7 separate regions of the Mus musculus genome follow, and regions 2, 3, 4, 5, 6 and 7 are each linked to region 1. A link is a contact called in public promoter capture Hi-C data. All regions are on one chromosome and are shown on one strand. The core of a region is the stretch at or near the end of the contact, and the rest is flanking DNA. Distances in the headings are between cores, read along the strand shown. Region 1 holds the start of Eif3c (eukaryotic translation initiation factor 3, subunit C). Region 2 holds the start of Tial1 (Tia1 cytotoxic granule-associated RNA binding protein-like 1). Region 3 holds the start of Rusf1 (RUS family member 1). Region 4 holds the start of Armc5 (armadillo repeat containing 5). Region 5 holds the start of Kat8 (K(lysine) acetyltransferase 8). Region 6 holds the start of Zfp646 (zinc finger protein 646). Region 7 holds the start of Setd1a (SET domain containing 1A).

Evidence for each region. Promoter capture Hi-C pulls out the DNA fragments that hold promoters and counts their contacts. Capture Hi-C pulls out chosen DNA fragments and counts their contacts.
Region 2: a promoter capture Hi-C map of adipose tissue shows a contact between it and region 1, with 4 times the contacts expected there. The contact joins the promoter of Tial1 here to the promoter of Eif3c in region 1. A contact is called at or near these places in 2 of 39 promoter capture datasets (liver and pre-B cells) and 1 of 9 other capture datasets (adipose tissue).
Region 3: a promoter capture Hi-C map of liver shows a contact between it and region 1, with 4 times the contacts expected there. The contact joins the promoter of Rusf1 here to the promoter of Eif3c in region 1. A contact is called at or near these places in 2 of 39 promoter capture datasets (liver and pre-B cells).
Region 4: a promoter capture Hi-C map of liver shows a contact between it and region 1, with 3 times the contacts expected there. The contact joins the promoter of Armc5 here to the promoter of Eif3c in region 1. A contact is called at or near these places in 4 of 39 promoter capture datasets (liver, neutrophils and pre-B cells) and 1 of 9 other capture datasets (liver).
Region 5: a promoter capture Hi-C map of liver shows a contact between it and region 1, with 5 times the contacts expected there. The contact joins the promoter of Kat8 here to the promoter of Eif3c in region 1. A contact is called at or near these places in 6 of 39 promoter capture datasets (the C10 cell line, erythroid cells, fetal liver and 3 more).
Region 6: a promoter capture Hi-C map of adipose tissue shows a contact between it and region 1. The contact joins the promoter of Zfp646 here to the promoter of Eif3c in region 1. A contact is called at or near these places in 4 of 39 promoter capture datasets (the C10 cell line, hippocampal neurons, liver and 1 more), 1 of 115 datasets of contacts at active chromatin or transcription factors (double positive thymocytes) and 2 of 9 other capture datasets (adipose tissue and liver).
Region 7: a promoter capture Hi-C map of liver shows a contact between it and region 1, with 4 times the contacts expected there. The contact joins the promoter of Setd1a here to the promoter of Eif3c in region 1. A contact is called at or near these places in 2 of 39 promoter capture datasets (erythroid cells and liver), 1 of 484 Hi-C or Micro-C datasets (pre-B cells), 3 of 115 datasets of contacts at active chromatin or transcription factors (double positive thymocytes, embryonic stem cells and large pre-B cells) and 3 of 9 other capture datasets (adipose tissue, liver and macrophages).

The regions. Positions count from the first base shown.
Region 1 is chr7:126,564,522-126,568,669 of GRCm38.p6, forward strand. Eif3c (eukaryotic translation initiation factor 3, subunit C) reads right to left here and starts at 1,845. Exons shown (of 21, transcript NM_146200.1): 1 at 1,827-1,845; 2 at 1,558-1,698; 3 at 182-247; 4 at 1-84. The coding sequence starts at 1,658. Gm25579 (a small nuclear RNA gene) reads right to left here and starts at 2,628; the gene lies at 2,523-2,628.
Region 2 is chr7:128,459,366-128,463,513 of GRCm38.p6, forward strand. It overlaps Tial1 (Tia1 cytotoxic granule-associated RNA binding protein-like 1), which reads right to left and starts at 2,308. Exons shown (of 12, transcript NM_001347640.1): 1 at 1,760-2,308. The coding sequence starts at 1,791. Gm32816 (a long non-coding RNA gene) reads left to right here and starts at 2,355. Exons shown (of 4, transcript XR_378509.4): 1 at 2,355-2,887.
Region 3 is chr7:128,295,899-128,300,046 of GRCm38.p6, forward strand. Rusf1 (RUS family member 1) reads right to left here and starts at 2,233. Exons shown (of 13, transcript NM_145590.2): 1 at 1,892-2,233; 2 at 1,564-1,678. The coding sequence starts at 2,185.
Region 4 is chr7:128,235,370-128,239,517 of GRCm38.p6, forward strand. It overlaps Armc5 (armadillo repeat containing 5), which reads left to right and starts at 1,988. Exons shown (of 6, transcript NM_146205.2): 1 at 1,988-3,220. The coding sequence starts at 2,758. It overlaps 9130023H24Rik (RIKEN cDNA 9130023H24 gene), which reads right to left and starts at 2,662. Exons shown (of 1, transcript NM_177001.3): 1 at 1-2,662. The coding sequence starts at 2,050. The coding sequence ends at 1,037.
Region 5 is chr7:127,910,464-127,914,611 of GRCm38.p6, forward strand. It overlaps Kat8 (K(lysine) acetyltransferase 8), which reads left to right and starts at 2,054. Exons shown (of 11, transcript NM_026370.2): 1 at 2,054-2,279. The coding sequence starts at 2,069.
Region 6 is chr7:127,875,684-127,879,831 of GRCm38.p6, forward strand. Zfp646 (zinc finger protein 646) reads left to right here and starts at 2,018. Exons shown (of 3, transcript NM_172749.4): 1 at 2,018-2,424; 2 at 2,887-4,148. The coding sequence starts at 2,970. It overlaps Zfp668 (zinc finger protein 668), which reads right to left and starts at 1,153. Exons shown (of 3, transcript NM_146259.4): 1 at 364-1,153.
Region 7 is chr7:127,775,098-127,779,245 of GRCm38.p6, forward strand. It overlaps Setd1a (SET domain containing 1A), which reads left to right and starts at 2,292. Exons shown (of 19, transcript NM_178029.3): 1 at 2,292-2,416; 2 at 3,016-3,180; 3 at 3,409-3,504. The coding sequence starts at 3,031. It overlaps Orai3 (ORAI calcium release-activated calcium modulator 3), which reads left to right. Exons shown (of 2, transcript NM_198424.3): 2 at 1-53.

The DNA of each region.
Region 1 (4,148 bases), core at 595-3,094:
TCAAACTCTTCTAGACACTTGGTGACATCTCGAATCTTCATGGCATTACGGATGGTTCGTATGAGGTTGGTCAGCTCCTCAAACCTGGGTAGGAAGTTCAATACCAGATTGGCTGTGTCTGTCTATCATGGAGAAAACAATACCATCACTCCCCCTAACCCCTAACCTACGACAGCCTCACCTCTTGTCCTTGGCGCTTCGGACAACTCTCTTTGTATCCTCCTCATCCTCGCTCAGTAACAAAGGCCTGTATGAAAGGAACAGAGACCATTACCCTTCAGTCTTAGCTAGTGTTATTTCTCTTATCAGATGAGAACCGAGGCATGCATACCATCTTCTTCTCTGATCCTTGTTCTTCATACTCATCTTAAGCAGCTGCAACTCTAAATGAGGTCTCTTGTAAACCCTGACAGTATCTACAAGAATGTCCCCAAGAACAAGTAACAGAAGGCTTATAGACTGTATGAGACAACTGTCTAACAGCACATATGGCTACAAGTACCTAAGAAAGCAGCAGACAAAAGGCCCCCTAACTCTAACAAATGGGAAAAGCTCCAAGGAGCTGGTACCTAGCCAGATTCTAAAAAGAAACATTTCCCAAAATAGGAGAGGCCACTAGTTTTGGTGAATTCTAACACTCTCTTTGATTGTATTTTTTTCAATAATGGGTGAAAGCATTCAGTTAGCAACAGTGTCTCTATTATTTTCTTTCCATGGTATTAACTTTTCCTGACAATTTTTTTTTAATATGGGACAAGTGATAGTTTTTCCACTTTGGACAGTGTTATGCTATCGCAGTCACATGGATATGTCTGGATATTCATCTACAATTCTCTACAAGTCTCTGTGGAGCGCCGGGCGTGGTGGCGCACGCCTTTAATCCCAGCACTCGGGAGGCAGAGGCAGGCGGATTTCTGAGTTCGAGGCCAGCCTGGTCTACAAAGTGAGTGCCAGGACAGCCAGGGCTACACAGAGAAACCCTGTCTTGAAAAACCAAAAAAAAAAAAAAAAAAAAAAAGTCTCTGTGGAGGTAAGTATGTCTTAAAACCCTTCAGGTACACAGCAAAAACAATGTTGTTTTGAGAACTGTTTCAAAGTTCAAAAAGTTTTAATTTACAGAGATCGAGAAAAAGACAGTAAATAAAGATGAACACAGCAGTGTTTAGCATTTGGCACGCAGAGCCAAACGACCGGATTTCAGGGCCAAACTAACCAAGCACTGAGGGTTTCCCTCCATGAGTACAAATCATAACGACTAAGCTTAGTGGGAAGATTTACGATACGGGGAGTTTCCGAAAGCCACAGTCAAGGGGCGGGAAGGGATGCGAGAGATGGAATGTGGGCAGGAGTTACGAGGCTGCAGACTTGGAGGCCTTAAGAGCTGATGCAATACTAAGCAACGGAAAACCTCTCCTCCTCCTCGGTACCGAGGACGCCGAGGGCTCCCCCAGCTCGCTGCGAGAGCTCCTTTCTCAGACGCGCCCAGCCCATGGCTCCGCTCGCCCACCCGAGCCCCCGCAGCCCGCCAAACCCGTCCCCTCCGCGCCCCCAGCTCACTGTTTGCCGTAGTTCCCGGAGACCGGTTTGGTGACGAGCTCCTCCCCGGACAGGGACGACTCCGACTCACTGTCCGAGCCGGTGGTGAAGAATCGCGACATGGCGACGGCGCTGAAGGGCTGAGGCGCTCGCGGCCGGAACCTGAGGAAACCCGCGGCGTCAGGGTTTGGGGGCAACCGCGGCTACCATCTCCCGACCCGGACCCCCGTTCCCGCCTGCACGGCCTCCCCCTTGCCCTCCACGGAGCACGAGGCCCAAGAGACACGAACCAGCTAAGCTGCCGAGTCCCTCTGAGCAGGTGAGACAGGCACGACGCCGGAAGAGGAAAAGGTTGGGGGGGCGTCACTTCCCGGAAGCACCAAAGAATGCGCTAAATAACTACAATTCCCAGTGGCCTTTGCGCTATACACGGCCTGGGACGAATTAGTAGCCGAGGTTCTAAATCTTATCTAAACTAAGACTGACTGGCTGCTCACTAGGACCGCCCGGACTAGGCTGCAAGACTGACAATATAGAATTTAGTAACCGCCCCATGGTGCACGTCTGTAATTCCCTACACTAGAAAGGGTGAAGCAGGAGGATCATGGGTTCAAGGCCAGACTGGGCCAAAAAAAAAGAAAAAAAAAAAAAAAAAAAAAAAAAGCTAAGCTCTGAAGCCTGCGGAGGTGGCTCAACACCTTTAATCCCAGCGCTCAGGAGGCAGAAACAAGTGGATCTCTGAGTTCGAGGCCAGCCTGGTCTCCAGAGCGAGTTCCAGGACAGCCAAGAGAAACTATGTCTCGAAAAAAAAAACAAAAAACAAAAAAAAAAAACAAAAAAACAAAAAGTATTCTGGCCGCCCATCTTAACTTCAGAGTAAGAATCTAAGGGCTGGTGTCAGCTTGATGCCGATGTCCTGCGAGGTTTTGGAGGAGTGTCGTTGTTGTCATTTTGTTTTGTTTTGTTTTGTTTTAGAAAAGGATTTTAAAAATACGGAACGCTTTACAAATTTGTGTGACATCTTTGTGCAGGGGCCATACTAATCTTACCTTATCTTTCCAATTTTAATATATATGCTTCAGAAGAGAGCATGGTTTCTCAGGTTTAAGCAAACTTCATAGATCTTGAGTGTTGGAATCCTGTCTTTACCGTTTTCTTAGGCAAACTTTCTAACTTCTAATCTCTCTCTGCTCTTCTCCCTGTGCTACAAACAAAGGGGAATAATAGCACTTGTTCATTTGATATTAGGAAAATAAAATGAGAACATATGATGTGTGTGGGACAGTACCTTGTGCAGAATGAGCATATACTAGCTAGCCACTGGACCCACGAGGTGTTTCAGATGAAAAAGCACTTGTCACCAAGCGTAAGAACTTGAGTTAGTTCCCTATGGCCACAGAATAGAAAAAACAACTCCTGATAGTTGTCTTCTGACCACCTCCCCTGACTACCACCCTACCACCTCCCACCTCCCCCAATTCCTAGTGGCCTTTGCAACATACAAGGCCTAGATTTTTGTAGTACTGGGTATGGAACCCAGGGTCTAGATCCATACTAGGCAAGCATTTCACCAACTGATGTCTGGGGTGCCCAAAAATAAACAGTGAAGTATAATTCTAGCAAAATGGCACTGTTGGGTGGGTTTTATATAAAGACGGCCTTGAGGTCAGAGGCCTGAGGCTTCACCTTAGCCTGCTAGCCTGCTGGCAGTGTATGCATGTCTGTGTGCCTACCTCAGCGTGGCCCCAGTGCCAGTCTCTTGTGTATGCATGTTGCCTGCCAGAGTTCAGCTTCCAGGATTAGGTCCGTTTTTGTTGCTATGAAGAAACCATGCAAAAGCAAAGCAACGTATAGAAGAAAGACCTCACTGGGGATTACAGTTTCAGAGGATGAGTCCATGATCAACCGGGCAGGGACATGACAGCAGCCATGGCGCCAGAGCAGAAGCTGAGAGATGACACAGAAAGAGGCAGAGGGGGAGAGACACACAGAGAGAACTGGGAAGAGTGTGGGATCCAGACATACACCTCCTCCAAGGCCACACCTATTTTTTTCTGTTTTCTTTTTTTCCAAGACAGGGTTTCTCTTTATAACCTCAGCTGTCCTAGTGGAATTTGCCTCATAACCAGGTTAGCTTTGAGCTCTGAAAACCTCCAACTTCTCCCTCTGGAGTGCTGGGGTTAAAGGCATGCACCATCAAGCCTGGCAAGGTCACACCTCTAAATCCTTCACACATGTGATTATGTTGTGAACTCTACACACAACAACAGTTTTAAATGTCCGATATCTTTACTAATAGAGGAAATGCAAATCAAAACCAGAAGGAGATGCCACACTCACTATGGCTATACCAAGACAAAACCAAACCAACCCCCCCTACACACACACATACACACACACACACACACACACACACACACACACACACACACACACATGGAGAATAGCCAGTACTGTGAACCCCTATGAGCCCTGCTTAGTTGATTCCGTGGGCTGTTTTCTTGTGGTACCCTTGATCCTTTGGCTCCTACAATCCTTCCACCCTTTCTTTTGTTGGATTCCTTGAGCATCTCCTAATGTTTGGCCGTAGATCTCTGCATCTGCTCCTATCA
Region 2 (4,148 bases), core at 1,058-3,557, 1.9 Mb after region 1:
TATTAAAATTTAGCTCTGGTCTAAAGAAGATGATAGAGTGGATGCAAAGAAATTACAGGAATTAAAAAAAAAAAAAAACAGAAAAGGAATACTATGTAACAGACAAAAACAAGAAACCTCTTCTAAGGAACAAATAGATGCAGTTAATGAGACCTGAGAATTTACCAATTACCCAGTAGCTATTATGATGCAATGATGACATTTCAGGTATTTTAGATACAATGTAACTGTCATCTTCCTTGAATATATACTTGCTAGGCCTTCCCAGATACTTGCTAGCTTTCCCAGATGCTGGAAGATCTCACACACAGAAAGATTTTCATTCAGGGGGTATAATATGTTTAGGATGTTTTCAAGTTTAAAAAAAAAAAAAAAAAAAAAAAAAGATGTTTTCAAGTTTCCCAAGCCAGATGTTAAGCGAAATAAAAATGTAAAGTATAAACAATGCTCAAAAAATATCTGTTATCAACACTGAATATACATATGGACCTTCTTTACTGAACATATTTTCTGTGCTACGCATGAAGCTCTGAGAAGCTAGCTAGTCAGAGGTCCTGAATGTCTATCCACCGTCGTCGATTCCCTAAAAAGTACTTTCCCCATCAGCTAACCCAGCCAAGTGGACTCTGACCATCATACCAATCAATACTAGGCAGTGGGAGGCAAGAGAGACAAAGCAGTAGGCTGACTCTATGTATTTACTCCAGGCAGGAGTAGTAGGCCTGGAGAGGCTGGGAAAACCCAAGGTGCTCACTTTAAACAATGAATTGGAAATTACTCAGACTAAGGAAAAAAAAAAAAGAGTGCCACACTATTTGGAAAGGAATACAGACGCTGAGTCATCACTCTGCATGGGAGGGGGGGCCGGCGGAGGGGGGTAGGAAACGCCAATTAAGCGGTTGGAAGATGCGATTCATTCATTAGATTGGGCTTCAGGTGAAACCCGACAGCTATACCGCGAAAAATAGCACTCAAAAGACAGGTAACAAATAGCGGGAGCAGTCATCCTTTTATCCAACTCCGATGGTCCGGACGCACAAACGGATTAGGAAGCGGCATCACTAACTGAGCGAAAGGAGTTTAACTGGTTGTCAGGTTGGCGCAGTAAGCGCTCAAAGTAAACTTCGTTATCCAAGGGACAGAGGTGGTGCACGGTGGCGAAAAGCAATCACTTTGGCACTTCAAAAGCAGCAGGCGCTAGGCGGGTGTTTCTGACAGCGTGGGGCACGTGGGGCAGAAAGAGACAAGGGGCTCCTCTGGTTAAAGAGTGGTAGACTGGGGAGAAGGACTCGGAGCGACTGAGGCTGAGGACGTGGACTGCTGAGGACGTGGACTGAGGCTAAACGTTCAAGCCAAAGGATGCAGTAGTGGTCCCACCCCCGCCAAGCCCTGCCCCCGTAGGGACCCACAGCTCCTGGCTCAGCCCGGAGCCCCCAAAGCACAGGGGGAACAGTAGCTCTCCCGCGCCTGACAGCCTCAGCCGTGCACAAGCCCAGCCAAGCAAGAGTGTGCAAAAGAAGGGGTCGGGAGGAAAAAGTCGAGACAAGCCCTAGACCCTAGGAAGTGACTGTGTTTGGGGGGGAAGGGAGGGCTTCCTTCTCTGGGAAGGGGGACAGATGAGGAATGCACTTCACAGCCGCGCCACCGCGACGCCCGGCTCTCCGCTTCTAGTCCCGGGCTCCTGCTCTCCCTTCCTCCCTCCGCTTCCCGCAGTGCCCGGGCCACTCGGTGCCTGGCACCCCGGGTCTCGGGTACTCACAGAGTCCGGGGCTGTCCGTCGTCTTCCATCATGGTGGGTGCGACGGAGTGATCCCGGGACAAGGGGGAGGGCAGGGCTGGGGAGGGGAGGGGGCGGGAAGGAAGGGGAGGGGGGCTCCGGGCGCCGGCTGGGGACAGAGGAAAAGGTACTGAACCCCGCTCTCGGGTCCGCTCCCCCCAGCCCGCTCCGGACACTGCGCTCCAACCAGGAGGAGCAGGAGGAGGAGGAGGATGAACAAAATGGCCGCCACCACCAGCCAGGCAGGAAACGCGGCAGGGCGCAGGCGCGGCCCGCCAGGTCACTGCTCAGGCCAGCTGCGACGGCCTGTCCGGCAAAAGTAGCTAAAGAGACAGAAAGCCCGGCCAAAGAGTACACCCTGCGACTGGACACGACGGAGCACGTTGTCGCTGTGGGCCTGCTGGCCAGTCAAGACCTATCCGGGTCCAAGAGAGACCCAACACAGAGAGAAAAGCCGCGAAACCAAGTCTCCGGGAATTGCGGTCCCGGGAAAGTGGGGGAAGCCCTTCTCCAGTGGCCTTCTGGGAACTGTAGTTCAAGGCAGACCCTGCGCCTGCCGGAGCGCGAAGGAGAGATTTCTGGGTAGTGTAGTCGTACGTGAGGACGTGCCGCGACTAAGTAGTCGGCGTGCCGGGATAGAGCGAGGAATAAAAGGCGGGCGGCCGAAATAGAGAGGAGCTGTCCGGGAAGTAAACTACAAATCCCAGAGTGCCTCGCGCCGGGGCCCGCCCCAGGATCGCTCTTAGCATCTTAAGGCTCTTCTGTTGGTCCAGTGTGAGCTTCTGCTCCGCCTCCGTCCAGCCCCAGAGCGGTTTCTTCAACTGCAGATCAGGCGGTGTGCTGGCTCCGCGTGGTTCTCCCGTCAGCCGGCCTTGCCCGCCTCTACTCTCAGAACTGCTGGTCCGTGTTCAACAACCGACGCCTCACGCGACGGGCAAAAGAGTGGCAACTCTGAACCCGGAGAGATGTAGCGGACATCGGGCAACACCAGATCCAGCCTTGTCTTTGAGCACGTGTTCTAACCAGATAGGCCTTTCTAGACTATACCGCTTGTAACTTGCTTTACAAGTTCCACAAGGATCGCTACCCATTATCTCATCGGATTAGTGGGTAAGGCTGCAAAAGAGCAGCCCCTCATTCAAATGGCTTGTACCGCTCTTTCAAATCCCTACTTAAAACTTAAATATTCGCGTGGTGGCGCACAGTGCTACTGAACAGGAGGATAATGGATTTAAGGCCAGCCTAGAAATAGATACCAAGACCTTATCAAAAACTAATAATCAGTGAAAACAGCAAAGAGGCTCAACGACCAGGTCTCATGCCAAAACAGTCTGGAGTTCGGTATTGGAGGACACGGGCTGCTAGTATTGAGATGCTAAAGCAAGAGAGGAGATAGAATCATGACAATCTACTGGATGTACACCACATTTGTGGCTGAGGCCCCTAGGGGTCAGACGAAGGGATGGCATTCCCTGCCTGAGACTGGAGTTAACAGTGGTTGTGAGCTGCATATGAGTGCTGAGAACCAAACTGGAAGCCACTGTAAGTGTGCTCTTAACCAGCTCTCCCGTGCCCCCAGCTGCACACTGTCTCATTGAAGGAGAGAAAAGGTCTGGTGGCCAACAGAGAGCTTTGGGGTAGCTTATAGATCTGCTTAGCTGCATACTGAAACCCTACCTGAATTTACAGGTACAGTGGGAGATTGGAGGCTGCTTCTCCATGAGCCTAGGAAGGAGAGAGTAAGTCTGAACGAGAAACGGATTATATCCCAAAGTGAAAAAGGAAAGAGCAACTGGGCGTGGTGGCGCACGCCTTTGATCCCAGCACTTGGGAGGCAGAGGCAGGCGAATTTCTGAGTTCGAGGCCAGCGTGGTCTACAGAATGAGTTCCAGGACAGCCAAGGCTATACACAGCAAATCCTATCTCGAAAAAGCCAAAAAAAAAAAAAATTAATTTTTTTTTTAAAAAAGGAAAGGAAAGAACTTCAGAGAGCTTCAGAAATCTACACAAGTGAAACAAAGGGGTCAGAAAAAAAAATAGGGAAGGGAAGAGGTGGGGAAGGCACCAAGCTCAGCCTCAGCCATACAGTTCCCATCCACTTCCAAAAGGTAAGCCAAATGAAACGCAGGCAGTCCTATACCCAGAACAAGCCCACAACCCTTGTAAGCCTTAAATCCAGGTTTGACGCAGCAGTAATTGCCCCAGCAGAAAAATTCAACAGCAGAGAGAATCTTATCTTGTCACACTGTATGACTCAGAGGCCAGTAGCCAGAAGCAATCTGAAGGGAGAATCTATTTTTAAAAACAGCTACCTGGGGACCTGAAACCAGGGAGCGCCCACAGAGCCTCAACCTGTTAGCATCCCAAGACA
Region 3 (4,148 bases), core at 983-3,482, 1.7 Mb after region 1:
CCTATAATTCCAAGTAAAGACATGGGGTTATATCCAGTGATACCTGGGGATCTGGGCTAGCCTGGGCTACAGAAGATCCTGTGTCAAAAAGAAAACAAACAACAAAAATCCCAAGGGAACTTCTCATATGGTGCTCTGCTTATAAACATCTCACTCTTGAGGGAAACAAGCTTGTAAAATCCTTTCTAATTAAGAGGGCGTCTTTTAACACTGGTAACAGGTTCTCGAGTGCGGGTACTTTCATATCTTGAAGTGGCCTCAGCTTTTCTTAAAAACCTGTTAGACAGATTAGCATCATGCTGGTGATAAGAATGGGATGTTTAGAAATGACACTTAAGAAACCCAATTACTGACCCAGTTTTGAATTGGCTAAAGGAGAGCAATGGAAAAGATCTCATTAAACACAGTGTGATGCCGTGAAAAGGACTAACTCTCCTAGGCTCAGATCCAGGCCCTATAACTCAGCAGGTGTGTAACCGTGGGTACCTCTGTTTCCCCAGCTATAGTGTGGGGATAACAACACTACCTGTCACACAGCCACCAAGAGGTCTAATCAGCAACACAAAGAATGGCATATAATAAACACTGTCAGCATCTATGTGTTGTGGTGGCGGTGGTGGTGGTAGTGGTGGAGGTTGGCATCCTTAAAAGATGAGACACTGTGGCCAAGAAGCCCTCGGTCACCTCTGCTCTGACATGCCCTTTCAAGGGGTGATACTTAGTTACAATGTGCTGGGTTCTAACAGATGAGCATAAACAGAAGCCTCCTGACCTAGAGTCCAGGGAGGCTTACCCAAGATGTGGTGAGGTCTAGGATAGAACAGGATGTCCTTGCCCCGCCCCTAAGGTTCATTTAAATACCACTGGGGATAACAGGGAAAGACAGAGGCCAGAAGACTGAGCCAAGGACCCTCCTAAACGTGAAACAAGTGTTGAGTTCCCTTTGGTCTGCTTCCCTCACCAGGTGGCAGGCATAATACTAGATTATCTTTGATTTTCTTAGTGACTTTTTTCAGAAGGCTGTATACTCTCAGCACACGGTTACTATAATCTTACTGCAGCACAGTCAGGTACCCCAGAGGGGTCAGAGTGCATTTTAGCATTTCCTTAACTACCAATTTAGGACCAGCCACATGCCCCTTTGCCCACTGGAAGTACCCAACTTTCACCATCCCGGGAAGCTGGCGGGTTTTTTTTACGTAATAAACTGCATGTCTATGCAATCCTGCATAAAGTAAGATTAAAGGTAATTTAAGGAGGATCCCGGATGATTTCGGGATTCTGAAGTTTGCATGGGTAACAAGGTGAGCCACTTAGGCTGATTCACTGATGAGGGCATTCCAGCTGTGGGCAAAGATTCACAGCTTCTGTGTACTAATCAGGCTGCAGACCATAAATGTGTATATGCGCACGCGCACAAACACACACACGCACACGAGAACCACTGTTAGAGGTCAGAACAGTTCAAAACAGCAAGGCTAGGGTTTGCAGTAAAGGAAAAAGAGGCCAGAGACAGGAAGCAGGGATGAGATCAACAGGTAAGGCTCCCAGGTTCCAGCTCACCTTTCACGAGCCAGGTGGACGTGGCAGCTGAAACGGAGGCTTTTGCGTTGCCTACCCCTAAGCCCTGCAATACTGCTTGGGTGGCTAGAGAGCCGGAGAGGCTGGAAGCAAAGGCCTGGAGAGAAAAGAAGTGGAATGAGGAGAGGTGGCAGGAGCACGGAGCCTACTGTGCTATACCAGCTCTCACTGGTTCTGTGGGACCTGGAAAACTGTCAGGACTATGCAATGCACCCTAGCCTTCCAATGTGCACATGCAGATTGCAGGGGCCTATTCCCCGGGTCCCCAGCTATAAACCGCCCCCCCCCCACGGCAATCGGCCAGCCGGACCTGCACGGAATCCCACAGCTGGTATGGCAGGTAATCCGGGCTGACGCTATCTGGGAAGCCCTGAGGCAGCAGCACGGATCTGAGGCCCGAAAGAGCGGTCAGTGCTGCCCAGGGTCCCCCGCCTCCACCCGCGTGCTGCCCAGGTTTCGCTATCGGGGCCCGGGAGAGCCAGCCCCAGCGCCGAGCCCCGTCCCACTGCAGGCTCCCATCGGCGGCAGCGCTGCAGCCGCGCGGGGCTCCGGAGCCGAACTGCTCCGTGCACAGCGGCGCCCGTAGGCTCGCAGCGTCAGCCATCCTCAAGTTCAGCGAGTCGGTCCAACGCGGCAAAAAGCTAGGCGAACTACATTTCCTGTTTGGCTACGGTGGCCACAGAAGGACACTAATCTTTTATTCTCTTGGAACTCCGATTATTGTGTGTCCTGCCTTCCTGGGGCACACCCCAGGACTGCACCTGACCTACCTATCGTTCTTTGGACCCTAGGAGCAATATAGGGGCCGTTGACTCTGAACTCCAATCGGAAGAGGGAGAGATGGCTTCCTGGGGAAATAGTTGTGGTGGAGACTCCACTCAGATCTCAAACTTTTAGCTGTGTAACTGGAGTATCCCTCTCCGTCGCAGTGCTTTTTTTTGTTTGTGAGGCCAAGGACAATAGAGTTTTTGAAATTTTTTAAGTTAGCTTGTGACTTAATGAGCTTCATTATGGCATTTTGATTCATATTTTGCTCCCTTTGTTCCTATTTACCACCCGCCTCCCCCTGTTCTCTTGCCTGACTCCTACTATGTAGACATCCACTTACCCACTCCACCCAGCCCTCCTCACCCCAATGCTGCTTTTATGTCACATGATCTCTATCTTCCTATTTCTTTAAGATCCCTTCTTCCCTCCTCAGGGTCCCATTTCTAATTTCATGACTTATACCCCAGCCCCTCCTCCCACACACACACATACACACATAAAATTCCAAATCTAGGACTTGCATATGAGAGAAAACACGGGGCATCTGTGTTTCTGCAACAGTCTTTAAACTCATTTTCCTGCAAATGTTATTATTTCACTTTTCTTTATGGTTGAATAAAATCTCACTGTAACTCCACATTTTGTGACTCATGTGTCTCCTGAGAGATCCGGACTGACTCCATTTCTTAGCTGTTCCGAATTCTGCAGCAGTAAACACACATGTACAGGTATTTCCGTGGTAGGACATGGCGTCCTTTGGTGTATAGCTATAGGTAGTAGAGCTGTAAGCCTAAGGCAGGTCTGTTCTTTTTTCCTTTTGATTTTCAGAGCAGCTGGAGCAGTTTACATTCTGTAAGGGGCTCTTTGCCAACATTTGTTGTTACTTTGTTACTGGGGAAACCGAGGTTCCCATGGGAACTTAGGCTCCTTAATAAGGGGATTTGGAGGCTTACTAGCTAAATGCTCCCAGTTCTTCCAAGACATCAGCAGTGGGTTCCCAGCATTCATGTTAGGTAGTTCAAACCACACGTAACTCCAACTTGAAGAGGGAGCAGACACCATCATGGATGTGCACCTACACACACACACACACACACACACACACACACAAAGAGAGAGAGTTTGGTTTTTTTTTTAATAAAATAGTTTAGAAAAGGAGTACACAGGAATCTTTTTTTTTTTTAGATTTATTTATTATTATATGTAAGTATACTGTAGCTGTCTTCAGACACACCAGAAGAGGGAGTCAGATCTCGTTAGGGATGGTTGTGAGCCACCATGTGGTTGCTGGGATTTGAACTCAGGACCTTCGGAAGAGCAGTCGGGTGCTCTTACCCACTGAGCCATCTCACCAGCCCAACACAGGAATCTTGAGGACAGTTTATTAGTTTAACAGTACAGGTTAGGTGGAAATCCTGGCAGTTACCAGGAGGAAAGAGGAAGGAAAATCATGCCTTTTAAATTAGGCACTGGGGGCGGGGGAGGGCGGGGGGGCGGGGGGGGAGCTGGAAAGATGGCTCAGTGGTTAAGAGCACCAACTGCTCTTCCAGAGGTCCTGAGTTCAATTCCCAGCAACCACATGGTGGCTCACAACCATCTGTAATGGGATCCCATGCCCTCTTCTGGTGTGTCTGCAGGCAGTGACAGTGCACTTACATAAAACAAATAAGTAAATCTTCAGGAAAAATTTCTATAAATAAATAAATAAATAAATAAGGCACGGGATAGTAGACAGCCGGTTAAGGAAGGGTTACCAAGAGTGGAAGTGGGCTAGAACTGAGGAAGGAACCTAAACAAAT
Region 4 (4,148 bases), core at 738-3,237, 1.7 Mb after region 1:
CTTCCACTGATGGAGGAAGGAAAGGGCGTGAGGGGGGCAGGGGGATTTTCAAGGGAAGGGACTGAAGACTAGAAAAGAACGAGATGACAAATCTTGGGCCTTTGCCCCTGCCTAGAAATACCATAAAGTATCCTGAACTCAACATCTATTTCTTTGTTTCTACCTCAACCTCTAGCACCCTAGTGTAAGCAGTAGAGAGAGTTAATGAGTGGTGAAGAGTTCCTCAAATGGTTTCTTACACCCAGAGTTTATGTAACAATCCCAAGGTCAAATTCTCCGGTCCTTTTGCCAAGACATAGCCTTTGATCATCCCCTTTGGTCCTCCTCCAACCTCTGGCTACTGTAGTCCTCACATGGACTTTGCCTGGTTTGTAATCCTCTTCCTCCAGAGAAAAAGGAGTTGTTGCTTTTGTCATGGTTAGCCTATCTGCAGCTGGGGCAGGAGCTATGTGGTTTTGGGCATCTAAAAACTTTTGTCTAGCTAATGGAGATTCTGAATGAAATCTCAGAAAACAGGACTTTTGTGTGTGCATGTGTGTGTGTTTAAATCTTGTTTCTCTGAAGGCAGACACAGCTCTAGTGCTGTTCGTCTAGCCTGTGGCTCAACCCAGATGCCATTTGTGAACCCCATTAGTGGCCCTTAGTTAAGTCACCTTCGGGACGTAGAAAAAAAGAAAAAAAAAAAAAAAAAAACTAACAACACTCTGGTCCCTTCATTGAAGCCAGGGATAACTGCAGAAACTCTCATCTTGGAACACCCATTGATGTTAGACAAGGCTAAGCGTTATGGGCAAAGGCTTGCCTTATTAAGGGGCAGATGGAGGTCTTCTTGCTCATGTGGGTCACCTGGTAGAAGAGCAAGTGGGAAATCTGACTGCAGCTCTTGACAAACCTGCAAATGAAAGGCCTTTGCTTGTGTGCATAGGCTGGTGTCCACAAAAATACTAGCTGCAATCAGGAAACTTCTAGGGTTTCTTGCCCATGTGTGAACATTGATGGAACTGTGGTGTGAGATTTTTGCCACATTCTGGAAAGGTCATTTGCTCAAGTGGATGCGCTGGTGTTCAGTGAACATGGTGATCTCACTAAAGCCACGACCACATTCAAGACACCTGAAGGGCGGTTCTCCATTGTGAGTGCGCTGGTGCCGTAGGCAGTTTGAGCTGTTGGTGAAGTTCTTGCCACACTCACAGCAATTGTAGGGCTTCTCACCCGTGTGTGAACGCTGGTGTTCTAGCAGATAGGAACTTCGCCCAAAGCTGTCTCCGCACCAGGCACAGAAGTAGGGTTTCTCGCCTGTGTGACAGCGCTGGTGCTGTAAAAGGTTAGAGCTCAGGCTGAAACTCTTGCCACAGAGGCCACAGCGGTAGGGTTTCTCACCAGTGTGAGTTCGCTGGTGCTGGATCAGGTTGGAGCTAACCCTGAAAGTCTTTCCACACTCAGCACACGCATAGGGCTTTTCCCCAGTGTGCACCCGCTGGTGTTTTGCTAGGTCTGCACTGCGACCAAAGGCCTCTCCGCACTCCATGCACTTGTGCGGCCGGAGACCTGAGTGAGAACGACGGTGTTTAGTGAGATTAGAGCTGAGGCTGAAGCAACGGCCACATTCTGGGCAGGGGTATGGTTTTTCACCACTGTGAACTCGGTAATGCTTAACCAGATCTGAGCCACGCCGGAAGCTTTTGTCACACTCTGGACAGCTGTAAGGGCGGTCACACCCATGGCTGCTTTGATGGTGAATGAGATCAGAGAGACTGGGTACAGCCAACCCACAATCCCTACACTTGAAAGCTTTGGGGACTGCAGGATCACTGGTCTTGACAAAGGTTTCTTCCTTGGGGCCAGAGCCTGACCTACATAAGTACTGCTGGTCCAGCATTTTTTCCACGGGGGCTGGTTGTTCCGGCCGCGCCAGGAGGGGGCGCTCATGTAGCGCGGTCTCGCGATCCAGGGGCGACCTGGGGGCTCCCGGGAATTTTGACGTCCGGTTCTCCAGCAGCTTAGCCCCATCTAGATTCTCCCTGGTCACTTCTGGAGCCGCAAGTTCCATTGCGGCCGAAAAGCGCTCGGTTTCCTAAATGCCACCCGTTTAACTCATCAGCACAGTTGGAGAACGGGGCACTGGAGGCTTGGAGGCCGGTACCGGAAACGGAAAGGTCCCCAAGCCCGAGAGACTCTAGGAAGTGGCAGCGAACTTTCCCGGTAGGTTTAACTCTTTCATTCGCTTGGCGAGACCTTTCTGTCGGGAACTTAGCACTTTTGAAACGGCTTGGGGTTCTGCGAGTCTGTCAGTCCGGCTTTCGGAGCCATTGATCACCGCGCTTTGAGGGTTGCCAATCAAGTCTGAACGTCGCCGACAAGGACGTACCGGGAGCGAAGTGGCTAAGTCACGTTGGGGAGCACAGGACAGCACTAAGACTCCACCGCGGGGCGTCTGATCCTAGGAGCAACAGTTCACTCTTCGGCCCCGGGAGGAGTTTCTCACCCACTTAAACTGCACTAAGCTTGGCGCCGACTACATATCCCAGCATGCACCGCACGCGCCTCTTACTTTCCCACAGATAAATACCATTCTCGCCATGTCTTCTGCGACTGTGCAAGTACCGGAGTTCCAGAATCTAGAACTTGAACTTCCGACTCGCAAGATAACTGCGGCGGCGCTATTCCGAGGAGCAGCCTGGCCACGCCCCCCTCTTCCAGTTCCGCTCTCTCAGAGTACCGGCGAGACGCGGGGCGGAGCCTGAGGCCCGGGCCAAGATGGCGGCTGCGAGACCGGCCCTTACGGACTCGCTCTCGTTTTGCCTCGCGCAGCTCACGGCGGCGGCCGGGGAGGGGCCAGGTGGGGGAAAGGACCCAGCTACCAACGAGACACCCCTGGGCCGCGCGCTCTTAGCTCTTCGCACGCGCCACATCAAGGCGGCAGAGGGGATTGAGCGCTTCCGGGCACGCGGCGGGCTCCGCCCCCTTCTCGCCCTGCTCCGCCGAACGGCTGCTGCGGGCCCCGCCCCGTCCCAAGCAGCCTCTGGCTCCGCCCCTTCGTCGGTTGCGTCAGCTGGTTCTACCCCTGGCCACGCCCCCGCTGCCGAGTCGCTCTTGACGCCTTCGTTGCCAATGCGCCTGCGCAAGACGCTGGATTTGGCGCTCAGCATTCTAGCCAACTGCTGTACAGAAGGGGCGTGCCGGGCCGAAGTGCGGAGACTTGGAGGCATTCTCCCTTTGGGTAAGTGCTCCGCCCCCATTTCTTAGAAAGGTTCCAACCCACAGTATCTGCGCTGCCCTTCCATTATGCCAGGCCTCTGAGTACATGCTTTGTGATGGTGCAGCGCCACTCATCTCCTCAGGTGTGATGCTATGTGACGTCACTGCTCTCTCCATAAATTAGACCTGGACCTGCCCAGACCAGAAGTAGATACTGACTCCTGCCTCACTTTTGAGCAAGTGGCTTATACTTTGTTTTTGGTGCTTCTCGGGGACAGTACCCGTCCCTGTGCAAGGCTTCACATGGAAGAGCAGGAGGCCAGAAAGTGTAGTTTTAAAAGTTAGAAAGTGAGTTTAAAAGTCAGACATACCAAGCAAATCACCCAACCCCTCCAAAGCAAGAATTCTTTGTGTAATAACAATAGCTACCCGACAGGATTGAAGTTGAGTAGAAAATGAAATTCAAATGTACAGTGCCCAGACTCCAAGCATAAGTGGGTACTTAAACACAGGAAACAAATTCCAGCAGAGGATCAGCCTTTCTGTGTACCGGGTGATTTGGCGCCTCCTTATGGTGATGATGGGAACAAAGTTGCATCATTGCCTGTCCTGTATCTCAATTTTGACAAAAATCTTAATTTTTAAAGTGAAGCATTTTTATATTTAAACTTGCATAGATTGCAAGTAATGTGTTTGACAGTAGGCTTGATGGAATGCCAAGTTCTCTCTAACCTTGCCTGCTGTGCTGGGCCGTATTGCCTTTTGATTGGCAGGGATAAAAGTTAACTTGGTTCAAGCCAAGTTACCTGGACTACATGACCACTTCAGCCGCTCTTCCTGACATATTCCTTTCTCTGGTAATACCCTCCCACCGCAGTTGCCGGAGTGTATCTTGTCATTCCCCTTAAAGCCCTTTGGTGGCTTCTGTGGCCTTCACATTTATATTTTGA
Region 5 (4,148 bases), core at 804-3,303, 1.3 Mb after region 1:
TGCCATCTCACATAGATACACAACGGTCAGATATTTCTTGGACCATAGTGTCTGAGTTCTGACCTCAAGCTGCCCCTCTCAAGAACTGTTACGAAAGCCGGGCATGGTGGCACACACCTTTAATCCCAGCACTCGGAAGGCAGAGGCAGGCAGATTTCTGAGTTCGAGGCCAGCCTGGTCTACAGAGTGAGTTCCAGGACAGCCAGGGTTATACAGAGGAGCCCTGTCTCGAAAAACCAAAAAAAAAAAAAAAAAAAAAAAAGAAACCTTATGAAAACTGATCACCAAATTATGAATCAAAGAACTTTCAGAGAATGTCTAAATGAGATGTTTATCCAGCCCTACTCTGACTCAACACACTGTTGTGTGCTACTGTAAAAGTTACCAGTGCATGCTGGGTACGTAAAACCATGTGGCAGGAGCCAGTCAGTCTCAACAATAGAGCGTGAGAAAAGGAGCTTTATTCCAGTAAGCCAGCTAAGGAGGAACTGGCTGGCATTATCATCCCTAAAAAACAAAGGTCTTACAGTGCTGCTTCTTTTCATCGACTAGTTCGCCCACAACGCAGTTCCTAAAGTAGTATGCACTGGGCAAGCTATTAAAGGTGTCCGGTGCCCCAATACAGTAATTAAGGAAAACACGTGTGTGTGTGTGTGTGTGTGTGTGTGTGTGTGTGTAGAAAGGTGAAGTTAAACAGCAAATTAGACATGTGTTACTCCAATTCATCTACCAATAAGTTTACCTTGAATGCTGCTATATAGCTTATATAAAGCTATGACTTAACCATATGTATATATGGTTTAACCTTTACTGAGTCTCAGAGAATTGGTATTCTGTACTTGGAGGAGTGTCACTACAGATTCTCCAGGCACTGTCTCCCTGCTCAAACCCTTCTTGGCTGGAGATGTTCAGTGGTAGTGTTTGCCTAACATTAATGAAGCTTCGGGTACAATCTCTAGCAGTGCATGAACCTGGTGTGGTGCCATCCTAACCTCAACATTTGAAAGGTGGAGGTTAGACAACCACTCAAGGTTCTCCCTGGCCACGCTCGAGGTTTTTTGTTTTTGTTTTTCAAAGATTTATTTATTTATTATATGTAAATACATGTACACTGTAGCTGTTTTTAGACACTCCAGAAGAGGGTGTCACATCTTGTTATGGATGGTTGTGAGCCACCATGGGGTCTTAACTCGGGACCTTCATAAGAGCAGTCAGTGCTCTTAACTGCTGAGCCATCTCTCCAGCCCCGCTACATGAAATTCTTAAGAGAAAAGAAGTTGCCGGGCAGTGGTGGTGCAGGCCTTTAATTCCAGCACATGGGAGGCAGGGGCAGGCAGATTTCTGGTCTACAGAGTGAGTTCCAGGACAACCAAGGCTACACAGCGAAACCCGGTCTTGAAAAAAAAAGAGAGAGAAAGAGTGAGTAAGTTTATTTTGAAGGTAGTTTATTTGGCACACCTGTTCTTTTCCTGTCTCAACTGGTTTTTGCTCCCACCCTGAGCGAGAGACGCAAATATAGAGTGGGTAGCATATAAAAAGCCCTGGGTTTTGGCCCCAAGCATCCCATAAAACTTAATTCAGTGATAGAGTACAACTGTAATCCCCAGGATACTGCTGCACGTTCAATGAATTTCAGGCTAGCCTCTGAGAACCTTTCTCAAGAAATAGGAATGCTCGCCTTTAATCCCAGCATTCGGGAACCCAAGGCAGGAGGAGCTAGGTCAGCAAGTGTGTAGGCAGCCCGGGCTATGTCACAACAAACAACTCCACAAAAATAGCTAAGTCCGGGTGTGGCGGTGCACGTCTTTAAATACCAGGACTCAAAAGGCAGAAGCAGGTGGATCTCGAGGCCAGTATGGTCTACATAGCGAGTTCCAGGTCAGTTAGGACTGTAATTAGACCCTGTCTCAAGTTGGGCCAATTTTTAGCAACAACAGCCACACGCAGTACGCACAAAACAAAACCTTGCCACGTCACAACCTCCCCACCTCCAACACGCAAGACTATGCCCGCCCCCACTGATCCGGAAATAAAAGCGGCTCTCTGGCCGGTCACTTCCGGCACAGCAATGGCGGCACAGGGAGCTACAGCTGCAGTTGCTGCAACAACTTCAGGAACTGTAGGGGAGGGAGAGCCCGGCCCGGGGGAAAATGCAGCAGTCGAGGGGCCTGCCCGGTCCCCGGGCCGGGTCTCTCCGCCGACTCCGGCGCGTGGCGAACCAGAAGTCACCGTGGAGATCGGAGAAACGTACCTGTGCCGGCGGCCGGATAGCACCTGGCGTGAGGGCGGGGCCCAGGGCCTAGGGGCGGGATTTAGGGAATGGGCATGGCCTAGGAATGGGCGCTCTGTGGGGCTGGGAGTCTTGGGGCCAGGGTGGTGACTCAGGTAAGAAGGCGGGATTTCGGGAGCTGAGAAGCCCACTTTGTAATTGGAGGTTGGAGTCAGGCCATGCTTGTTTTCACCTGTAAAGCCACCAGTCAGCTGAATACAGAGTTGGCCTGTGAACATTCACTCTGGTTCGATTTCAGGCTTCATTTTTTTTTTTTTTTGCTATATCTGTTCCTTCATTGGTGTTTTGTTGTCTGTCTTTACATTTCTCTTGCCCCCTCATCGCCAGCAAAGAGGACAGCCCAGTTCCTAAAAACACGTTTCCTTATCTTCCTTATCTTTTCTTCCTTTTCTTTCCCTCTTCAAAATAAACCTCAAGCTGCTGGCTTCAAAATAAACTCCGAGCTGAGATGGCTCAGGACATAAAGGTATTTGTCACCAAGTCTGGTGATTTGAGTTCTGTCCCCAGGACCCACATGGTAGAAGGAGACAATGATTCTTACTGTTTGCCCTCAGAATCCATATAAGAGTATCCCCCACCCCCTAATACGATAAATACATCTAATTTAAACGAATAAATGTCGGTCATGGTGGCATACACCTTTAATCCCAGCCCTGGGAAGGCTGTGAGTTTGAGGCCAGCCTGGTCTGCATAGCAAGTTCCAGAAGAGCCAGGACTACATAGAGAGACCTTGTCTCAAAACATAATTAAACTCCTTAGACTGGGTTTGTTTGTTTTTTGTTTTGTTTTTTGTTTTTTCGAGACAGGGTTTCTCTGTGTAGCCCTGGCTGTCCTGGAACTCACTCTGTAGACCAGGCTGGCCTCGAACTCAGAAGAAATCCGCCTGCCTCTGCCTCCCAAGTGCTGGGATTAAAGGTGTCTGAGACCTTTCCAGTTTCTAGGCACTTCTAGTAAGGGCTATTGCCAGACCAATCTTGCTCTGCCCGCCAAAACTATGTGTTTATGTGCCTTTTATCACCTGCTCTTGCTATAAGTAATCTCATGTCTTCCTGGCTAGCTCTTACTCATCTCTTAATTTTTGTTTTTTAAAAAGTTATTTATTTATTTTTTATTATTATTTTTAAAATTTATTTATTTATTACATGTAAGTACACTGTAGCTGTCCTCAGACTCTCCAGAAGAGGGAGTCAGATCTCATTCTGGGTGGTTGTGAGCCACCATGTGGTTGCTGGGATTTGAACTTCAGACCTTCGGAAAAGCAGTCGGGTGTCTTACCCACTGAGCCATCTCACCAGCCCCTATTTATTTATTATATGTAAGTACACTGTAGCTGTCTTCAGACACCCCAGAAGAGGGTCTCAGATCTCATTACAGATGGTTATGAGCCACCATGTGGTTGCTGGGATTTGAACTCGGGACCTGCGGAAGAGCAGTCAATGCTCTTAACTACTGAGCCATCTCTCTCGCCCCTAGTCTCTCTTTTTTTTTTATTATTTTTTTTATTTTATTTATTTATTATATGTAAGTACACTGTAGTTGTCTTCAGATACACCAGAAGAGGGCATCAGATCTCATTAAGGGTGGTTGTGAGCCACCATGTGGTTGCTGGGATTTGAACTTCGGACCTTTGAAAGAGCAGTCGGGTGCCCTTACCCACTGAGCCATCTCACCAGCCCCCCTAGTCTCTTTATCTCCTGTGGTGATCCCATTCTAGACCCCTTCAGGCAAAGTCAGTTGCTTGCATGGTCTGGCACGTTTTTCTTTTTCGTACCTCAGCCATACTGGGTTTTTTTGTTTGTTTGTTTTTTGTTTTTTCGAGACAGGGTTTCTCTGTGTAGCCCTGGCTGTCCTGGAACTC
Region 6 (4,148 bases), core at 768-3,267, 1.3 Mb after region 1:
CGGGCAGAACCTCGGACTGGGAGGGGGGGCGCAGCCGCCAAGGACTCGGCGACGAGGCCCTCGCCACTCAGACAAAAGCCCGGAACATGGCGGACTCTAGGACCCCCGGGTCCGCGCCGAGCAGGGCCGGCAGTCGCGTCCGCTGAGCCTGGGCATCCAAAGCACTGACCGGCGGGCACCGGGCGGGTTCTAGGACCTGCTGGGCCCGCAGCCCGCCCGAGGCCGCTCACGGCTCGCCCCGCCCGGGATGCTCGCGCCTGGTCAACTCCGTCCGCTCGGCAGCACACGTGAAGCCGGGAGCACCCCAAACCGCGTCGGGGGCCGCTGCCCGAGCCCCCGCGACTTCCCGCCGGCGTGTCCTACCTGGATCGGTTTTCGCAGGCTCCGCAGCTTTGGCGGCGGTGCCTGGCGCCGACGGAGCTCGGGACAGTCGGAGAGGGGCAGGCGCTAGGACCCGGAGGGAGGGCGGGGAGGGGCCGCCGGGCAGACGGCGGAAGTGGAAGGCCGCCTTCCTTGCTCGGGAGGAAGGAAAAACTTAGGGAAGCAGCCCCGAGCCTGCGGAAGCAGAGAAGTATCTTGCGAAGGGTTTCTGGGTGCTGAGGGGCTGGCACGCCGGGCTGATTGACGGCGGACACCCGCCAAGTCGCCGGAAGCGTCTGCAGGAGCTAGGAGGTGGGACGATGCGGAGAGGGCGCTCGGGCTTTGTGGTGCCCGCGTCCACGTCGAGTCCACATTTCCTCTAACAGCGAGGAAAGGACTCAGCGAGGATCCCTCCACGCCAGCCCTGGGAAGAAGCTTTTATGGAACCTCGTGAAAAGTGTCACCAAAGCGCCGTAGCCGGGGCTGCAGGGTCTTTCCTGTGACCGTACTGCCCGAATAAGCACGCGAAGGGTTTCAGCAGCTCTGGACGGAAGTGTGGCTTAAATCCATCCGAACGCCGCGCCGACCTGCGTGGGCGGAGCCAGAGCTGCGCCCGCAGCGGAGCGTGGGGGCTCACGCTGCCTGGGAGCTCCAGCATTCTGGAAATTGAGGCAGGAGGATTGCTCCGAGCTCGAGGCCGGCCCGGGCTGCAGAGTTAGACCCAGTCTCAAAACAACAAAAAGAAAACAAACAGTCGGGCCCACCCGGAACCTAGCGCCGGAAGCGTGTCCGTGCGGAAACACTGCCCGCGGGAGGGACAGGAAGTGTTCCCAGGCGGAAGTTTCGCGGGGAAGCATTAGCATCTAGGACACTTCCTGGTTCCTGGTAACAATAGGAAGTGTCCGCGGAACTGGGCTAGACTCTGGGTTCATACCAGCTGTCCCTGCTCCCTCTACCTCCTCCTCTCTCCCGCACCTTTCCCTCAGCTACCACTCCCGGGTACCCTGGCTGAGTGTGCGTGTGTATGGGCTCGAGAACTCTCGCACCAGCCACCACTTATGGCTCGCGGCTGCAGTTAGGGTAAGGGTCCCAGTGCGCAGGCGCGCTCCCGTTCACGACCTCCAACGGACGCGCCGGCGGCGGGAACCAGAAGGCACTCCTGGTGCGAGGTAGGGATCTAGAGAAGAAATTGGCAGAAAAGACGAGTGACTCTACAGGAATGTGATGGTGGTTGGTTAGGAAAAGGGGACTCGAGTGAAGGAGTTTTGAGAAGTGAGAATTCTGGGACCAGGCTCAGCTGGTGAGATTAGAAATAGTTGTGCTAGGGTCCCAGGAGACTAGTCAGCCCCGGAGAAAGGCCAGATGATGTGGCAGAAATGAATAGCTGCTGCTGGTTTTGGAATGAAGGTTGCCTCTTGAAGTGAGTTTATGTAAAAAAACGAGGTAACACGGCTTTGGATTTAGTGGTGTAAATGTACTTACAAGCTTATCATAGTGTCGCATGATTCTAGTCCCAGTTTGGGAAGCGAGGGCTACATAGTAAGACCCTGTCTGAAATGCCACCCACCCACCCCAAATACACTTGTGTAACAGCAGTGCTTGGCCCATGGTACTGTCCAGCCTGAGTTGCTATCATAATTTAGAGAAAAAGTAGAAGAGGGAATGAAAAGTGTTGGAGACAGCAAGGTAAGGTAGGTAGGGGATAGAAAAGGCAGAGAATAAAATGAACTTTCAACCTGAAATGGAATGGGATTAAATGTACTTAAAGGAAGTAAAACTAACGCCTAACAGGGAAACAGTGTGATGCTGAAAAGGCCAGGTTCATCCCTAAGAGGGCCTCTACCTTCTACAACACATAGGTGACCACTGAAGCCAGGTTCGTCCCTAAGAGGGCCTCTACCTTCTACAACACATAGGTGACCACTGAAGAAAGCAGCTGCTCTGCCATTCTTTTCAGACCACTCGGTTTAGCTGAAGAGTGAAGAAAGAAAGGTTGCACGTCTGTGTAAGGCCTGCCCAACAGTCGTGGCTGTCTCCTTCAATCTCAACTCTCAGGAGTCTGAGGTAGGAAAATTCATAAGTGTGAAACTAGTTTGGGCGACTGAGGGAATCCCAGAGCAGCTTGAACTTTACAGTGAGCTGAGACCATATCTCAAAAGCAAATAGTTCTGGTTCGTTGTTACAAAAACAAACACACACCTCATAGATTTTTGTTAGGTTGTCAGAATGATAGAGTGCACAGTCTGAAGATCAATAAGATCCATTATATATAACCTAAAAAACAAAATCAGTCTGTCTAGGCTCCAGATTTTATTTTCCTTATTTCTCTCAGGCTCTAGAGATGACTTAAACCTGGGGGAACATTTCTAGGAGTTTGTGCATAGCGAGGCTTTCTGAACCTCCAGACCTAAGAGAGAGCGGGTCCCTTGGCATGGATGTTTGGGGAACCTCTTTGCGACTTGCTTTAGTAACCAAGAAACAAAACTGACTCGATCCTTCCTTCTGACTACTGTCCCCCCTTTCTAGGCCTCAGCCCTTCTGCAGAGAGAATGCTGCTGCCACCTGTCTGTCCCTCCTGAGCCTCCAGGGGTTTTCTACCGCTTTGCCTCATGGAGGACATGCCCCTCTCATTCAGTTGCTCTGACTGTCAGCGCCACTTTCCTAACCTCCCAGAACTGGCACGGCATCGAGAACTGCGCCATTCATCTGCTAAGCAGGACGGGGAGGAAGCCGATGGCATCCCTCACCCCTATGGCAGTCACCCGGAGAACTTGGCCAACCATCAGAGGAACCATGAGACTCTTTTTTTCCCCTGTACCACCTGTGGCAAGGATTTTTCTAATCGCTTGGCCCTCCAGAGCCATATGAGGACTCATGCTCCTGAGAGCCACCGAAGGCACGGGCCTCCACATGCCATGGAAACCGCTCCACACCTTGGGAGTGAGACCATGGCTACTGACTCCTGGGGTCAGAGGCTTGGATCTGGGGAAGGCTGGGAAAATCAGACGAAGTTGGTACGAGAGACACATGACTGGGAATCTGGAGCTGACCCCAGGGCAGCGTCAGGGACGTGGGAAGATCCACCTACCAAACAAAGACAAGGCTTAGAAATGCAGCCAGATTCTAAAGGAGGTACGGCGGACTGGGTGCCCGCCGTCAGTTCCGAAGGAGCATCACCACTCCCCACTCCAGCGAGCAACCTTCTTAGCAATTTGGAACAGTATTTGGCTGAATCAGTAGTGAACTTCACAGAGGCCCAGGAGCCCACTGAGCCTCTTCCTACTGAGGGGGAGCGAAAGTACAGGTGCAGTGAGTGCGGGAAGACCTATAAGCATGCCGGGAGCCTCACCAACCACCGCCAGAGTCACACTCTGGGCATCTACCCTTGTTCCATCTGTTTCAAGGAGTTCTCTAACCTCATGGCCCTGAAGAACCACTCGAGACTCCATGCCCAGTATCGGCCTTACCACTGTCCTCACTGCCCCCGTGCCTTTCGGCTCCCCAGGGATCTGCTGGAACATCAGCAGTCCCATGAGGGGCTAAAGCAGGAACAACCATGGGAAGACAAAGAGATGCCTACCACAAATGGACACGCAGATGAGAGGAGTTGGGGTCAGCTATCTAAAACAGGGATGTTGAATGGTTCTGGGGAGCTCAGCTCTTCTGGACAGCTAGAAGATGGCGGCTCAGAGGAATATCGACCTTTCTGTTGTGGAGACTGTGGCCGTACCTACCGTCATGCAGGTAGTCTCATCAACCATCGAAAAAGCCACCAAACAGGTATCTAC
Region 7 (4,148 bases), core at 1,042-3,541, 1.2 Mb after region 1:
ATGGTATGAGTCCATCAGGTGCTGACAAGATCTGATAAACTTCTGAATGTGGTAAACAGTTATTCCCAGACTAAGGCCTCTGAACTCTTGTTCCTAAACTTGGGATTTGTGTAAGCTTCTTTCTTGAATGATCCCTTCATCTTATGGGACGATTCCTAAGTTCTCTCAGTTACTCATCACAGACATTTCAATAAACAAGTTTTATATTTCCCATTTTTAAGAGGCAGCTGAGGCCAAGAGGCTAATCTGGCCCTAAGCCACAGAGTTAGTCCATGACCTCAATTACCTTTACTATGGTCAAGGGATTTCTGGGAGAGAGAGGAAGGAAATTGGTACCCTTCGATTGGGATAAATCAAAGGGACCTCAGCTCCTGTACCTTCATGTGCATCTTTTCCTCAGCCTCAGAACTTGAGAGTATAAATCCTACCGTCTAGTCGTGATAGACCTTGTACAGACTCATTTTCTTTTATTACTTGAAATGGTCAGTTAAAATGTGTAAAACCAGGCTCCAATTTTTCCTACCACTGTTATGATGGTTACAGTCAGTCTTTTGTGACAGATAGCCATCCATTCTGGAGGTATAACCTGAAACTAAGGAAAGTCAAAGGCTTGCCCAGCAGCCTATAATGAGAGGCTCTTGTAGAGGGCCACTTAAGGCATCTTCAGCTCAGAAGCCTTGGCAAGAGTGCAGTTCTTCCAGAGACCAGAGAGCCTGTATTCATTCGCTGGATGAAAAGGGTGTTGAACCTTGGGACGATCTCAGTTTTGGGTTCCCAAGTGAAGCTTGAACGAGGTCTGTCCTTAAGTTTCGCAGCGGGATCCTATGAGCATAGGTAGCCCTTGCCTAAAAACTGCTCAAGAATAACCGGGTTACATCAGACCTTTACTTTTTATAGGATCTACTTAAGGGTCTTTATGTTTCTTTTAAGCTCAACAGAACCCTGATTTTAACCACTGAACATTTTTTTTTTTTTTTTTTTTTTTTTTTTTTTTGAGACAGGGTTTCTCTGTGTAGCTCTGGCTGTCCTGGAACTCACTCTGTAGACCAGGCTGGCCTCCAACTCAGAAATCCACCTGCCTCAGCCTCCCAGGTCCTGGGATTAAAGACGTGTACCACCACTGCTCGGCTCAGAAGGAACATTTTAAAACTAGCCCAAGGGAGGTGTAACTAGGGTACTGGCCTAACACGCAGAAAGCCCTGAGTTAGATCTCCCAGCATGCTATAAACCGGTTATGGTGTGCACACCTGTAATTCCGGTACTCAGGAAATAGAGGCAAAAGGATCTGGAGTTCGAGGCCATCCTCCGTTATATAGCAAGTTCGATGTCATGCTGTCTGAAAAACAACAGGAGCCCGAATATAAAAGCGGGAAGGAACCGATCATTTCACTCTGTGCGTCGGTAGGCAAAGCGCCTGAGTCACCCCTCCTGGTTGTATTTTTCCACCTCCCACCCCTCCCAGGTTTTGGTGGATTCTAAGGGAAGCAGCCCGTTACGCCGGGCTCCGCACGCCTGGCCACGCCTCTCTCGTTAGCCCCGCCCACAACCGGATCGGCAGATTCGCTACCCGACTCCTTAGGATTATTTGGGCAGCTTTTCTTGTCTGAAAATTTTCAGGAAACGCCGAGAAGACTTCTTCCTTGTAACCATTTCGCACTAAGTAGGAAGTGTGCTGTTCCTTGAGTCGTTCTACTGAAAAAAAAAAAAATCCAGGACTAGAGGTCGACTCTGCCAACAGGGCTTGGCGAGCCAGGCGTCATTTTCTTGACTCTACAGCAGGTGAGAAGAGGTGACGGCCAAAGCCCAGGACGGTGGCGAATCTGCACTGCAGCCTCATAGGCATTCGGGCTGCGCAAGGAAGGGGCAGGGAAGAGGAGCCGAGGAGCGCGCATCCTGTCCACTCATTCGCCCCGCCCGCCTCGCGAATCTGCGTCGTTGGACGCGCCACTCAAATCTCCCGAGCTCTGGCTGGCGTCCTCCCCCTCGCTCCGCCCCCTTCCCTCAGGGGCTCGTCGCAGCTTTCGTCGCCGCCGATTCGCCAGGAACCCCAAGGCCGGAGCAGCTGGATCAGGGTGGTGCGGTCCACTCTCCGGGGAATGCGGCCCATCTTCAGGCTCCCTGGGCTACAACTCCCGAGCCTCGCAGGGCGCCGGCCGAGGCAAGGCCGCTACCCTCGGCCCCGTGGATCGCTCCGCAGTCCTTGTAGCGAAAGTGCGGATGCAGACGCTGTGCCCGCTGGGCCTCGCGCAGGTGGCGGTGGTGTTTGGTGCGCGCGCCGGGGAGGTGGTGGTGGGGGGGCGCCGCCGCCGCCACCGCTGCGGGGCCGGGTCTCGCGCTGCCGCCGCCGCCGCCGCCGCCTCACGCCGCTGAGGTGCTGCGCGCGGTGGGGGGAGGGTGAGCCGCTCGCCACGAGCGGGTGAGTAGGGCCCCGGCGCGCGTGCGCGCCGACGGGGTGGGGGGGGTGGACGACACCGAACGCGCCCGGGCGGGAGGAGAGGGCAGCGGCGCGCGTTACCTCCCCCCACCCCCCCGCCTGGATTCAGGGACCGAAGCTGGGTCTCAGATTCGGTCTCGCGGTGTTTCCAACGCCCCGAAGAGGTGCCACCTCTGGTTCGGAGGATCGGGGCGCGGGGACGCGAGCGGCTGTGTGGGAGCGGGAGCGGGGCTCGGCCCGGGCCGCTTGGCCGGTGAGGAGGCGGGAGGGGGCGGGGCCTGCGAGGGGACGGGGGAGGGGTCTTGCGTGGAGGCCAAGTGGGGCGCGCTGGGGAGAGCGGGAAGGTAAGGGGGCGCGAGATGGGCCTGGGCCCTGAGGGTAGAATTGGGGATGGAGAGGAATGGAGTGCCATAGTGAGCCCAGCTCCTCAGGGCAAGATCTGAGGGAGCCACGGGTCATGCTGAGGTGTCGGGGACTGGACTGATGTGAGACCCTGGAATCGGGGCTAGACATTGAGGGGACAGCAAGGGAGTCAGGCCTAAGTCGTGGACTCCCATTCCGTATCCCTCTTTTCCTGACAGTGTAAATGAGCAAAGATGGACCAGGAAGGTGGGGGAGACGGGCAGAAAGCCCCGAGCTTCCAGTGGCGGAACTACAAGCTCATAGTGGATCCTGCTTTGGACCCTGCTTTGCGCAGGCCTTCCCAGAAGGTGTACCGCTATGACGGAGTCCACTTCAGTGTCAGTGTGAGTGCCCTCGAGCCTTTCTTGACTTATTTGGACCTCCAATCTCCCCTCCCCGCTTCCCCCTGTTCAGTATTCAACACCCAGACTTCCTATACCTGTAGTTTGGTTTTTTGAGAATGAGCAAGCTCTCCCAGCTCTTCTGTATGTTGGCTTCTACATGGGCTTTATAGAGTCAGTAGGCTGGTGAATTTTCAGCCTGGTTTCATCTCTTCCTGCTTTCTTTGTTAGGACTCAAAGTATACCCCCGTGGAAGACCTCCAGGACCCCCGCTGTCATGTCAGGTCCAAAGCCAGAGACTTTTCCCTCCCGGTTCCTAAGTTTAAGGTGAGTGCCTGCTGGTCTCCCTGCATGTTGGTCCTTGGAGAGTGTCAAGGACCCTGGGCTTCACACAGTCTACCAAAGTGTTTATTCCGAAGGAACTATGACAGCCAGATCTCATTGCTTTTTGTGTCTGTGAGACTGAGATGTTTTGGACAGAAGGTATACATGTATAGCTGAGGTGACTCTAGTATATATCTGGTGACAAGGGTATTGATGTCTGGAAGGATGAGGTATGGGTGGGTATTCTGAAGCCTTGTGACAGTGGGATAGCCAAGTTATTCAGCAATTAAGGATGCTGCTAAGACCACTGTGCACTTGGAGTTGTGTGTTCTTGCTGTCATTGTGTGTGCTCCTCTGTCCTGTCTGTACGAGCAGCTTGCTTCCCTACTGTAATAAGATATTCTTCAAACTTCGGACTGTCTCGAAAATTGGTAGTTCTTTGTCTCCTCCTAATTTTGTTTTTGTTTTCTTTTACTGATTATTGGTAAAGTAAGTTGTGCAGTGGCTTCACCCTTCTGAATCCCCCCTTTCTTGAGCAGCTTTACTGAAAGCTCTTCTGTCTGAATGTTTATGTCTCATACCTCCTTCCTGCCAGCATCTACTGAGACACTAAAACATCATCTTTCTTCCCTGAGTCCTGCTCTCCT